Regions from separate parts of the Mus musculus genome. Here region 1 is linked to region 2. The links are chromatin contacts, called in public Hi-C maps. All regions are on one chromosome and are shown on one strand. Each heading gives the region's core, a stretch centred on a gene start, on an enhancer-like site or on the middle of the called end of the contact. The rest is flanking DNA. Distances are from core to core; before and after follow the strand shown. Region 1 has its middle 20 kb from the start of Gm42093. Region 2 overlaps Fam20a (family with sequence similarity 20, member A).

Region 1 (3,911 bases), core at 1,407-3,906, 83 kb before region 2:
AGACCTAAGAGGGTTAGGCAGGAAACGTAACCCCTGACTTCAGTTAGAATTCGGGAGTTGGTAAAGGTTTGTCATTCCCAACCTTAAATTGCTGGATTAAAGGGAGACCATAAAATAAGAGCAGAGGCCCAGAAACCATGCTGGTGACTGCACAGTGAGGGCTCTACATATTTATGAATTCTCCCACAGTAAGTGTTCGCTAAGGCCACTGTAAATACTGTCATCCTGTTGGAGGGCTTGTGAAAACCTGTCGAGAGCTTTGTAACCTGTGAATATTCAGCCTCAATTAATGCAAATAAGCTCCATGCTCAGGGTAAGATGTCCTCTCCTTTGCCAGCTCTACAACTTGTGTCTCGTGAGTGACATGATTCTGGGAGTGATATGGACAGGTACAACCTAACCCACAGTTCCTACAAGATGTGAAGACACCTTGCAGAAGGCTAGTCTTTGAGTCTGACATATTAAAATTAGGCTGTTGAGTTTGCTAAATTGGCACACTCAAAGGTACATTGAAGCCATACTTCTTGTGGCAAAGAATCTGGAGAATTCTTACCCAGAGTTCGGGCTGTCTGCAGACCGGAAGTTCAGTTAAATGGAAGCGTTTGGTTTTCTTGGGTCTTTTCCTTTATCACAAATGAGAATGAGACAGCATCGTTGGACACACTTCAAGTGATGAAGCTTTCAAAATATCAACTTTATTATTAGAAGATAATATTTATATCTATGCTGGGTTGGCCAAGGGAGGCATGCTCATTGCACTCAGATCTCATTCCGACATGGCAACAGTCTGCCAGCTGCTCCTGTGATTGCCATATGAAAACTTGGCAAGGTTGAATAGCTTGTAGTCAACTACACAGGAAGTGCTAGGGTCAATAAGCAAACCTACCTTCTGGCTCCAACACTTATGTCTTTGACCATGACACAGTAACACACACTGAAATGAGCTGTCCCATCTCACTAACTAAATTAATTAACCCTAGTTTTCCTTCTTCTCACTATTAACGCACCACGGGTGAACAGATGAAGAAAAGCCATTTTCAAAACTCTGATCCAACCATGTTCTCAGATGTGTTGCCTTATCCCCGCCCCTTCCAGCATGGGAGCCCTCTGGACTTCTTTGCAATAGGCTGAGCCAACCTGCAAAGAGGACAACTATGAGGAATTTCTCCTAAGAGAATGACAGTACTATTTAAATGGGAATGGAGTCAAAGGCTGGTGGTATAGCTCAATGGGAAAGCATTTGCCTAAACTCACACGGAGTAGAAGGAGGTTGAACAACGGCTTGAGTCCACACAAGTTGGGTGATAGTTGTCTCACACTGACTCATACATAAAAGTGATAGATTTCACATACTGACCTTCTGGTTCCTACTTTCAGTGTTGTTATGGCATCCATAAACACATGTGTGTTTGTGTGTGTGTGTGTGTTTGCATTGCACACTTGTATGAATAAGTGTAAAGGCCAGAAGTCAATATCATGTGTCTTCCTCAAATCTCTGCCTATCTTATATCTTGAAACAGGGTGTCTCATTGAATCCAGAGGTCACAGATTCAAGCCAGCACAGAAACACCCCAAGGCCTTCTAAATATCTAGCTCCCCTCTCTCTCCCTACAGCACTGGGATGGCACATGCCACTACATCGGGATTTTAACCTGGGTTCTGAGGATCAAAAGGCAGATCTTCCTGAGTGTGTGACAAGCACTTTACTGACAAAGCCATCTCTCCAGTCCCCACGTCCACTTTGATAGCCATGTCTCTTAGTTCATCATAGAGTAGCAGAGCACAGGTAAAGAAGAAAGCAGAGAATATATTCTTTTCCTGACTCTTATATCTTCAAAGCTAATGATGTCAGAGACCAGGAAAGAGTTAACATCTTCAATAATGTATTACCTGGAAAACACCTTTAATAAGAAAGAGTAAGACCATGAAGGAGTTATAGCAAGAGGAACAAGGAAGTCTGTGGTGTCATGTTTAGGCTAACCAGGGAAGATCAAATGGGAGGGGCAGATGTCTTATCCCACACCCATAAACAGGATTATGTTCCTAAAACTTAAAAAGAATCCGAGCACCGGAAGAAACTTCATATTATCTGAGATTAAGCTTTTCCACCTTCATTAAACAGGAGTTAGACTGAATTTCAAAATGTCAGAAGTTGTTTTTCTTGTACACTTAAGCTCTTGGGCTAAGTGAGATTCACTCGTGTGACAATGCCCACCATTGAATGCAGAGCGACAGGGCTCCAGACTAAGACAGGATAGAAAGGAAGAGGTTAGAAACAACAAGCCAAGGGGACAGACAGGCCATGTCCCAATGCCAAGTGAGCTCAGATGAAAGAGCAGTTTGTCTCTTTACAGACAGCAGGGACGTCAACAATTTCGAAAGACTTCTGAAGGAAAGGCCCAAGATGTTCCACAATGTTCAAAGGCGATTTACAGCCACAGGCACAGCCCTAAAGCCAGCTTCTCTCCAAGTGTTTGGGGGTTTGTTTCCCTGAAAAGTAAGGCCATGGTTGTGCGCCCCAGGAACTGGATGCTGTGGTTCATTTTGCTCTTAGCCAAAAAATAAAAGAAGAAGGGAGAGCTCCAAGGTTGGGTCCACACCGAGTCCCCTTTGAATGCCAAGTGTCTTGTTTCTTTGCTACAAGTTGGAGCCCAGCCTCATGCACACAGGCACTCAATGGATGCCTTGGAGACGGGGCAAGGGGAGGAAGCATAAGAGAGGTGCATCCTGCATTCATAAAAGGCTCTTGACCTTTCTTTCCAAAACCAAGGCTCAGCAGAAAGAGCAGTGCCTGGGCTCTTGTTAAAAATGCTGTGTTTAGGGGCCTGCCCTAGTTTGGTTTCTATGGCTGTCGTAAAATTACTCTGGCTAAAAAACAATTTGAAAGGAAAATGGCTGCATTTAGCTCACAATTCCAGGTTACAGTCTATCAGTGTAGGGAACCTACAAGGGTGAGAGCTTGAGGCAGCTGGTCGCATCACATCCACAGACAAGAACAGAGAGAACTAACTGCATGTATGCAGGCTACTTGTGCTCAGCTCAATTTCCCCTACTCATTTGTTTCATAACCCGCCCCCTGCCTAGGGAATGGTGCTCCCTATACTGGCCTGGGTCTTCTCACATCAATTAACTTAATTAAGAGAGTACCCCACAGACATACTCACAGGCATCCCAGGGTAGACAACCCCTCACTGAGGTGCTCCTCCCAGGTGATTGATTCTACGTTGAATCAAGATGGCCATTAAAGGTAATCGTTCAAGATGCCAAACCAGGTTCACTGAATTAAAAAGTTTCAAGCTCACACAAGGTCCCCCGTGTGCTTCAGAAAGCTCAAAACAGCACGAGAAACTCTGCTCGATGGAACCAGAGTCAGGTTTCTGAACAAAGTAGGAGATTCCCTCAGTAGCCCAATGAGAAATATTCCTCCTTCAGGGAATGCTTGTAATGACTCAACTCTCAGGGAAAGAGAGCAGACGCTGGGATTAGTTGGGCTGACTTGGGTGTATTATAAAGATTTAGATCTCAGGACTGCAGAGACAGCCCAATAAATAAAGTGCTTGCCGTGCAATCATGAGGATCCAAGGTCAACACCCAGAATCTACATAAAAATGCAGATGTGAAGTGTGCACACAGAAACGGAAAAGATCTCTGGGCTTACTAGCCACCCAGCCCATTCTAATCAGTGAGCTCAGGGGCAGAAAAGGTGGATGGCACCTGAGAAATGACCCGAGATGTTAACTCTGCTCTCCACACAAACAAGCACACATGTATGCGTACATGCACAGTAAATACACACAGAGAGACTGGATCTTCACAGACTCGCTCTGAAGCCATAAGCAATGTTGTATCTGGACCTGAAATTTTTTCGTCTGTTATAATAGGACAATGATGATGGCAACCGATTAAGTTGG
Region 2 (3,583 bases), core at 756-3,255:
ATGGCAACAAACGTGGGACCTCAGAACACACAACTGGAGTCAGCACCTCATGCTGGTTTGTAGGCCCCTGTTGCCCCATTCCATCCTGGGGCACTGGAGGCCAAGGCACAAGCTCAGGGAGGAGGCAGGAACGCTTTGAAAAAGGCAAACGGGATCCACTGAACCTCATCTTTATCCTTGGGTGGAGGTCACTGCTTTTACGGTGCACTGGCTGGGGCTCTCTCTTCCCAACGAGCTCTGGCTCCATCAGGACTGCAGATTATCTTCTGAGCACACTGTGAAACCTGGATCTGGACCAGGCTTGGAAGGTTTGGAAGCTCTGTTCCCAGGAGCGGTTTTTATTCTACCATATCAAATAAAGGGACATCAAGCGGATAACTGGCTTTCTCCAAGTCCTTACTGTATATGCAGGTACAGTACACACACACCAAAAAAGTCACTTTTTTTATACTGACATTCTGGTCCCTAACACTATCTGAATACAATAATCTCAGCCAGGTCACTCCCAGAAATACTAAGGGTAAGACTGCTCAGTTAGGGGGCACACTCCAATCTGAAGAATATTATCAACTGAGGAATTGGCAACCGAGAGCCGTGTGGCTCGCAAGTGGGTGGGGTGCTTGCCTCTCAGGTTCAACCCCCCAGCATCACACATCCGGTAACGCCAGCACTCAGGAGAAGCTGAAGTTCAGAGACACTCTTGAGCTACACAGGGAATTCGAGGCTAGCCTGGGCTGCGTGAGGAAGTGACACCATGTATGTCAAAACCAAGAGCCAGACACAAAAGGGGGAGCTGGTGGAAGATTAGGGTCGCATGGCTTCATCAGATCAAATCACTTTATTGTCTGATAAAAGCCAGAGGATCAAAAAATATGGAGGGGAGGAAGAAAAGACATCACTACAAGGGACAAATCCAGAACCAGCAATGTCACTCAGACTTGTGCATATGTCCAAGGACAGACAGGATGACTGAGAACAGGTAGTATTGTTTTGGTCTTCTGAGATTGGAGTTCATGTACACCAGGCTGGCCCTGAATTCTTGATTCTCCCGCCTCTACTTCCCAAGTGCCTGGATTAAGGCACGAGTCACCATGCTGGTCTTGTAGTGGATGGTTCTGATTCATCCTAGCACCCCACGTTATGGGCACACAACCCCAGAACCCAGTTTGCGAAATAACCTTGCCTCTATTCACCCTAGAGCCTTGCCAGTCCCAGACACTACCCTGCAAGACATAGGTCTGCAACCCTCACGAGCATGCCCCTCCTCCAATGTGTAAGGATGAGAACTATAGCTCTCAAGAGACAAAACCACATCATCTTGTGGTTTAGACTTCTTCCAAAATGTATAGCATCACACCCATTTGTGAAGTCAAATTTGCTGGGTGCTGTGACTCATTCCAGCAAATCCCCACCCTTGAGTGGCTGAAACAAAGAGTGTAGAGTTGAAGGCTGGGCTGGGCTGGGCTGGGCTGGGCTACAGGAGAAAAAACAGCAAAGTCAACTCTTTACCAGAGAAAACTGGTTCTAAAGACTTCCCTCTCAAGAAGGCCCTTTTGTGAGGCGCAGCTTCCTGCAGCAACATCAACTGTTTCTTCTCTTCTCCCATGTCTGGGAAGCACAAGGAAGCCACACTGAAGATTGGGGGCTGGGGGGGACAGGCACTGTCAGATCAAAGAAAGGATGGTTTGGGGCTCTCAGCCAGCCTGGCTCGGGCGAGCTGCAGTCCATCTCCAACATGGCCTCCCTGATGCAGACCAGTCTCTCGAGACTCTGAAATCTGCTTTACATTTCAAAACCAAAGTAACTCGGCTTGATTCTATGATGGATAACTATATAGGCTACTTTTAACTATCTGTTTTTCTAACAACAACAACATAAAGCTAAGAGCAGCATTTTTCAAAAGCACCAGAAGACAAAAACATTCCATTCTCAGAGTGTGGAGTTCTTACAGCTTACGCACTCTGAATCATTGCTCAACTTCCCATGGGGAAAAAAAATATTCTGAGTCTATGTGAAAACTTTCCATGTTACCACTGGCAAGCAAATAAAAAAACCAAGACTGTGTGAACTGGTAGGGATCAGTTTGGAGGGATATGCCACAGCATTCTCCAAATGCTGGACCTATCTAAGGATAAGTCAATTCTCTTATAGGGAGCAATTCTGTCCTATTAAACTCCTGGCCTCTTAACTGGTAAATTATTACTGCCCCTAGGAGAAGTATGAGGTCAGGTTCTTAGGATTCTCTAGTCTAACTTCACTGACCCATTACTACAGAATCTCATCTTGTGTGGTAAAGATCATGTCTTTACATTGCTGGTTCTTTAACACTGCATCTGTCTACTGCTGCACGTTCACAGTAAGAGACAGCTTTCTCAAACTCAGGAACGCGAGTCAGCCCATGAGCACTATCCTGGGAGGCCTTCTAAATACCGAGTGACCTCATCAACAGCAGGCACGAGGGCCCCCACACAAGCGTGGTGCAGGAGGCCCCCAGGTGACATGGCCACAGATGAGGTGAGGCAGACCTCACTCAGCCTCGGGTGGGAAGGCAAGGGATAATCACGTTTTTCTCTGCGAGTGCAGCTCAGGTCCCAGAGGGCTTCTGGTGTGGCAGTCTCGGGGTCACACTTACATTGTACCAAGTAGGGAGACACGCAAATGCAGGATCTGCAGACTGAGAAACAGCTGCGACTCATCTGAGGTTGGCAAAGCTGAGCATAAAGAAAAAGCTCTCCATCTAGTGGTGACTTTTTTAAAATCACAAAGCTACTTCTTGTTCTTACAGGGACTCATGATGATGTCACAGTTCTAAAGTTATGCCAAGAAACAAATTTTAGCTGTGTATGTACACAAAAATGATGGTTTCTACAGAAATACCCCAAATGTAAGAAGGGAGAGATTTGTGTTTCCCCTTGGCAGATGTGATGGAGGGCAAATTAAATGGTTAGCATGGTTTTGGTCCACCCGGAAGTGCACTGGCAGGGCTTTGCCAAAGTTCACAAAGGGTCCAAATCTTTGAGGTTGGAGACAAAGTGACGCCACTGCCATTGTGCTAATTCAATTTCAGAATGTCAACACAACAGTAAACTGCATCCTGGGCCAAGTTTTAAAAGAAGGACATGCAGCTGGTGAGAGGAAGGGACTTCTGAACCTGGCCAGGCAGAGCTTAAGCAGCAGAACTCAGCCACTCTCCAGCACTAACTCCAGCTTCCCTGCGTGTGAAGATCCCAGTTATCACCAGAGTAACTCATGTGCTCACTCTTCAAACTCCAGGAAGAAACAGAAACAAATCTTGATGTGTAAGATCCTCAAGCAGCTACAGGTGGATCTTGTAAAACCAGGAGTCCAATCCAGTCTGTGAAGCCCTAAGGCACACAGACAGGTCTGTCCTGTGAAAACAACGCCATGGCTTTGGACAGAACCTTCCCCTTCCAGAGCTTGTTAGTGAGTCTGTCCCACACCCATAAAAGCAAGGTTTTGAAATCCACCCTTTGACAAACTGAATTGGAATGTATTTTAAAAAAAAATAAATACATTACTTTTTCAAAATTCTAATCCCAAAATTCACTTTCATTCTTTCCCA

The links. A called contact is a pair of places that touch in the nucleus more often than the background predicts.
Region 1: a Hi-C map of uterus shows a contact between it and region 2, with 2.7 times the contacts expected there. The contact joins two enhancer-like sites. A contact is called at or near these places in 7 of 39 promoter capture datasets (the HPC-7 cell line, embryonic stem cells, epiblast stem cells and 3 more), 2 of 15 datasets of contacts at CTCF or cohesin (CD8 T cells and the NIH/3T3 cell line), 5 of 484 Hi-C or Micro-C datasets (ECoMG-derived neutrophils, Th1 cells, astrocytes and 2 more), 9 of 115 datasets of contacts at active chromatin or transcription factors (CD8 T cells, T-cell acute lymphoblastic leukemia, Th17 cells and 6 more) and 3 of 9 other capture datasets (adipose tissue, liver and pancreatic islet).

The regions. Positions count from the first base shown.
Region 1 is chr11:109,752,921-109,756,831 of GRCm38.p6, reverse strand. No RefSeq gene overlaps it. Among named protein-coding and RNA genes, the nearest start is that of Gm42093, 20 kb to the right of the region's middle. Within about 2 kb of position 2,656, at least 25 of the 459 cell types and tissues checked have an H3K27ac peak or open chromatin away from gene starts, as enhancers often do. A contact at or near this core is called in adipose tissue and uterus, where this site is marked.
Region 2 is chr11:109,669,718-109,673,300 of GRCm38.p6, reverse strand. Fam20a (family with sequence similarity 20, member A) reads left to right here. Exons shown (of 11, transcript NM_153782.2): 11 at 1-375. The coding sequence ends at 1. Among named protein-coding and RNA genes, the nearest start is that of Gm39443, 18 kb to the right of the region's middle. Within about 2 kb of position 2,005, at least 158 of the 459 cell types and tissues checked have an H3K27ac peak or open chromatin away from gene starts, as enhancers often do. A contact at or near this core is called in adipose tissue and uterus, where this site is marked.